2 separate regions of the Ovis aries genome follow, and region 1 is linked to region 2. A link is a contact called in public Hi-C data. All regions are on one chromosome and are shown on one strand. Each heading gives the region's core, a stretch centred on a gene start, on an enhancer-like site or on the middle of the called end of the contact. The rest is flanking DNA. Distances are from core to core; before and after follow the strand shown. Region 1 holds the start of DDX20 (DEAD-box helicase 20). Region 2 has its middle 6.9 kb from the start of C1H1orf162.

Region 1 (2,752 bases), core at 57-2,556, 280 kb before region 2:
TTAACATGTAGTAATAACAGAAATCTCTAAACTTCTATTTGGTCACTATCCCATCCATACCACCACCACTCAATAGCCTCAGTGTCTACTTTCCCCGTATACTTGTCATATGCCTCAAGGGGATCACTGAGGCATATGACAAGTATATTCACTTCTATCTCTGAGGAGCCACTGGTATTTCATCTGACGTGTAGTAAAATGCACATAACACACCTTCCTTTGGGTCATCTGAGCTAAACTCACCTGGGTACTTAGGTTCTCAAGAACAAGAGAGTCCAAAGCAATGGTGGAGAAGACACAGGTTTTCCCAGTTCCAGACTTAGCCTGAACAATTAAATCTGAGAAGAAAAAAAAGTTAGCTAGGACTGAAGAAACTTAGGTACCAATCCCAGAACTAGAAGGGTCTCCAGAGAGATCACATCGTTGGCACTTTGGTTTTTACCCTTAACTCTTAAAAAAGCATGAAGCCATGTCCAGAAACAGGCCTCCTCCCTGAACCCCTACCGTTTCTTTTCTTCTTTATGCTTAAGAACCAGAAGTTTGAAGTATGAAATCAAAGTATCAGTAGGGTCACATTCCCTCCAAAGGCTCTATGGTTATCAATACAATTCTTCCCTGTCTCTTCCAGCTTCTGATGGCTCAGACATTTTTTGGCGCGAAGCTGTGTAACTCCAATCTCTGGCTTTAATCACTGGATTTAGGGCCTACCCTAATCCAGGATGATCTCATCCGAGATCCTTACTACTGTTTACTTTTCTCAAACATAGACCTACTTGTCAGAGTGGAATGGACCTTAAGTATCTCCAAATTCAGTACTGCGCCTCGGTTTGACAGTGTAGGAAATAGAGGCTCGCGGAATGCGGTGTCGTGCCCCTGCAGGCAGCCGCCCTGGGCCCTTTCCGGCCCTCGCCATGGCTCGACACCCCCAGCCCCCGCGTCCCCCACTTTCGGCCCTCCTGGCCCCTCAGTGTCCCCTCCCTCACCGAGTCCACATCGCCCCAGCGGGATGGCCTTCAGCTGCACGGGCGACGGCCGCTCGAAGCCAACCGCCCGCAGGCCCTCCAGCACCGGGCGCGACAGCAGCAGCGACTCGAAGTCTGCCGGCTCCGCCAGCAGCACGTCCCCAGTGCGGGTCCGCGGGCCGCTGATGTCGTGAGCCGTCCGCAGGCTCCGCACCGGCCGGGAGGCTGGCTCCGGGGACGAGAACTGCGTGGCCACACGCTCCGCCGGCATAGCGGTCTCCACGGTCGCTAAGGCGGCCGGAGCTTCAAACGCAGCCGCCATGGTAGCCGCGCCGCCGGATCTCGCGGTACTTGGGGCGAGGCTGGGAGCCTGAGAGCGAGAAGAGGAAAAACTTTATTGGCAGTCTTCCCGCGAAGACACTGACACGCCAGGCCTCGAAAAGGAGGGGAAGTTGAAGGCTTAGAAACACTCGGAAACAGCTACAACAACAACAAAAATGTGACCAGAGGCTGGCGGGAAAAGGGAGGAGAGGAAAGCAAAGGCTACCGGCGTATCGCCGCCTGCGACCTGTAGAGGGCGCCGCGCGCTAGCGACGGGAGCACCGCCCCGCCCCAAGGCCCTCTGTGGGCGGGTCCGCCCCGCCCAGCGCCCAGAGTTGGCTGCCTCACAACGCTGTCTTTGTGACGCGTTCTGTGCGTCAAGCTCCTCGCCTCCGGGCCAGGACTCCGCGGTGGCCCCCTCCCTGTCCCCACCCTGTCTCGCCCCAACTCGCTGCCTTGTTCTGCGCTCTCAGAGAGCGCCCGGAATACAGCGAGACGGTTGAGCACGTTGCATAGTATATATGTCTGTGTGGTTTCCTCTTTGTGTCCCCAACCCCTAGCACCGTGCCTGGCACACGGTTAGCCCTGATAAAAGAAATCGGATAAGAACCAGCAACTGCACTGACAGCTCCCACATTCGTATCTCCACCTCCGACCTCTGAGCTCCACACTTGTACCTCCATCTCCTGTCTCAACACCTCCACTTCGATGTCTAACGTCAAATTTAACATTTTCTGTGTGTTGCTCCTATCCCTCCCCACCACCATCTCAAGAACAACTTTAGGTCTCAGCTCAAACATTACCTTTTCAAAGAAGACTTTCCTGAACACCCCGAGATAGCTCCCTCATCCTGGCAGCTCCCCAGCTTTTCTCATCACTCTATTCCCATGGTCTGGTTTATTTTTTTTCATGGTACTTATCACTAGCTGAAATCGTGTTTATTGTCTGTCCTCCCCACTCTATGACAGAGATCTATTCTCTCTTGTTCTCTTCAATATCCCTTGTTGGAAAAAAGCAATCTGACCCAGAGTAAGTGCTCAATATTTATTGAACAAATGAGTTCCTATAACAAAGTCTGAATCATAACTCCCAATGTTAATGTTTCTGGAACCTAATCTTACAATTCCAAATCTAAAGATAATTCTGCATCTAACCCCAACTTTTGCCTTTATCCTGATATCATAATTCTGGTCATTCTCTCTCACCAGTTTACACTTCCCCTCTCTCTCTCTCTGTCTCTCTTTCCCTCTCACACACGCACAATGATGATTCAGATTCCAAAAGAGGTAGGAGGAGTTTGGCTTGGTAATCTCATTGGGAAGGGGTCCTCAGATGCATTTTTCTTAGAAATTTATAAAACGCTAATTATCAACTGTTCCTGTGAAAGAAGGGGGCCTGTTGGGAGTGAGCAGTAAAGGTTTCAGACTTCCTCCTAGTACCCTACCTCTTTCATTCACCTAATCCTTGAA
Region 2 (2,700 bases), core at 89-2,588:
CGGGAGACCTGGGTTTGATCCCTGGGTCCGGAAGATTCCCTGGAGAAGGAAATGGCAACCCACTCCAGTACTCTTGCCTAGAAAATCCCATGGACGGAGGAGCCTGGTGCAGGCTACTGTCCATGGGGTCGCAAAGAGTCAGACATGACTGAGTGACTTCACTTTCACTTTAATCCATCCTTGGCTGGGTGGGTTAGGACATCCTACAAGGCAAGAGAGCAGACATCAATTTTCCATGACAGATGAAGACATCCATAGACATCTTGGAAGATGCACACTTACCTATCTGGAAAACTATTTCCTTTGGGAATCCTACGGGTTGGTTCTGGTTCCACGGTTGAGTTCACAGCCTGTTTTCTCCCCATACCAAAGACTTGTTGAATCTGTGGTCAATTATTTACTCATTTCGTCTTTCAGCAAGGCTAGTTGTGTGCCACTTTTCATGATAGGGAGACAAAAAAAATCAAGACTTTGTAAATGCAGGGTTGTGCTGTTAAAATTAGGAAGTTTCAATAAAACAGGGAAGAGGAATTAATCTGACGTTTCATGTATTGGGTGGCCATAGGACGCTGGTTATACATCTTCTGGCAAGCTGTTCATAAGGTACTGGCCCTGAACTGGAAAGCTGATGAGGCTTCTAACTTCAGGGTTGGTAGAATTGTTTGAAGTCTGCTCAGTTTCAGGTGAAACTGAGTCCTCCCCTACCAACACAGCCAGCGCGCGGGAGAAGGGCATTCCTGGCGCTCTGCTGCCCTCATGCGGCCGACCGCGCTGTGGCACTGCTATCTCTTCCCAAGACTATTTCCCTAAACTGGCTCTCCACAGAGGGAGCCCTTCCTTTATCAACTCTCACTTCCTCTATCTTCCCCTCAAAATGCAGCTGTCAGGAGCAGCTGCTCCATCTGAGAGCGAACATACTCCCTAGAATAGATCATCTAACTTGACCTTTCTAGTTTCTCTGCCACTGAATGGGGTCTGGGACAGCTTGCGGTGGAGGCCAGAAGCAAGGAATTTGAAGTCAGAGGGTTTAAATTTTGTTCTGTTGCTCACTAGCTGGGAGACACTGGGTAAATTATTTCATCTCTTTGAACCTTAATTTTCTTACCTTGATTCTCAAAAATATTACTTAATGTATTTTTAAGAGAGATTTGTAGAAAAAGCTTTCCTCCCCGTGGACTGAGCTCCGTTGGTGGGCACTCCTCAGTGAGGGACGCCCCCGCAGAGTGGAGTGATTTGTCTAATGAGTCTGGGAGCAGGAACCAGAAGTGACTGCTCTGCCCTTCCCCTTCCTTTTTTAATCCCCTGGGTGCAGATTTCAAGAGCACACGGTATCTTTCGCAACTCCTGAGCGCAGTTGAGCTGCAGTTTGGGTTGTGGGGAGGGGCAGGGCTTACTTGCCTTACTGCACGGAGTTCAGGGTTCTGCAGCTATGGGTTTATGCTTATATTTTCCTATGTTTGTAATAAAGATGCTGCTTTGATCTCTGTCTGCTGAGTCCTCTTATGTCTCTCTTGGTCTAGAATTCAGGTGGGGAATGCGAACACTAGGTATCAGGCTCTCTGAAAATCTTCAACAAGGTAAATGAAGGACTTCAAAAGTTACAAAAAAAGGTTTTTAAAGGAAAACATACTTCTTCCCACCTCTGCCCCTCAGTCCCTCAGTTATCAGGTTCCCCTCCCCAGAAGAGAGCAATTACTAAAACCATTAATGATGTTTCTTACAGAGAGAGACTAAACATATGTAAATACAGGTATGGATTCAGTATTCGTGTGTGACTGTGAGCTCAGGCAAGTTGTTTGACCTCCTTGTGCCTCCATTTCTGTACCAAAAATGAGAATAATAACTGCTGCGACCTCCTGATGTTTTGCGGGGATTCCATGAACACATGCCAAGCACTCAGAATAGTATTTAGAGTATAGCAAGCCTCACTTAGTTTTAGTCTATTTGATGAATGCTGCAGTTCAAATGACAGGTGACTTCCACATGTTTAAATACGATACATTCTTTGAAACAGAATTTAAAATGTTGGCTGTTGCCAAAATGCCTTTCATAGTAGTTGTATCAACTCACTCTCCCACCAGTAGTATACATGTGTTTTAGTTCTCCACAATCTTGTCCAGTTTGTTAGCAAGCTTTTTGAATTTTGCGGATCTTACTGACAGAACTTATCATCTAATTATAGTTCTAATTATGATTTACCTTACAGAGTAAAGTTGAGTATCTCTTCGTATGTTTGAAGCCATTTATATTTCCTTTTCTGCTAATAGCCTAACCTTATCCATTCTTTTACTTTTCTATTGAGTTGTCGATTTTTTTCCTTATTGGTTTATAGGAACTCATATATGTTGGGAAGATCAGCCCTTTGCCTATGAGATGCTCTGCAAGTATTTTTCCAGCTTGCCGTTTGTCTCTTGAACGGTACTTTGTAAGCTAAGTCAATCAGTCCTTTCTGTTTTATTGACCATGCGTCATGTATTCAAAGGCACGCTTCACTTTGTTGTTTTCCAAAGTTCTCCCATATTCACTTCAAGCACTTTTATGATTTTTTTAGCTAAATTTTTGACATATCTGGAATTTTGAAAAAAGGAGTACGATATAGATCTGATCTTATTTTCATCTTCATGACTACCTAATTTTCTCAACACCATTTATGAATAAACTAATTTTCCCCAAATGATTTGATATACCAGCTTCATCATA

The links. A called contact is a pair of places that touch in the nucleus more often than the background predicts.
Region 1: a Hi-C map of liver shows a contact between it and region 2, with 2.0 times the contacts expected there. The contact joins the promoter of DDX20 here to the enhancer-like site in region 2. A contact is called at or near these places in 4 of 16 Hi-C or Micro-C datasets (hypothalamus, liver, omental adipose tissue and 1 more).

Annotation. Positions count from the first base shown.
Region 1 is chr1:89,176,768-89,179,519 of ARS-UI_Ramb_v3.0, reverse strand. DDX20 (DEAD-box helicase 20) reads right to left here and starts at 1,306. Exons shown (of 11, transcript XM_004002323.6): 1 at 984-1,306; 2 at 244-338. The coding sequence starts at 1,284.
Region 2 is chr1:88,901,114-88,903,813 of ARS-UI_Ramb_v3.0, reverse strand. It overlaps a transcript of TMIGD3 not described here and a transcript of ADORA3 not described here. Among named protein-coding and RNA genes, the nearest start is that of C1H1orf162, 6.9 kb to the right of the region's middle. Within about 2 kb of position 1,338, at least 17 of the 54 cell types and tissues checked have an H3K27ac peak or open chromatin away from gene starts, as enhancers often do. A contact at or near this core is called in liver and tail adipose tissue, where this site is marked.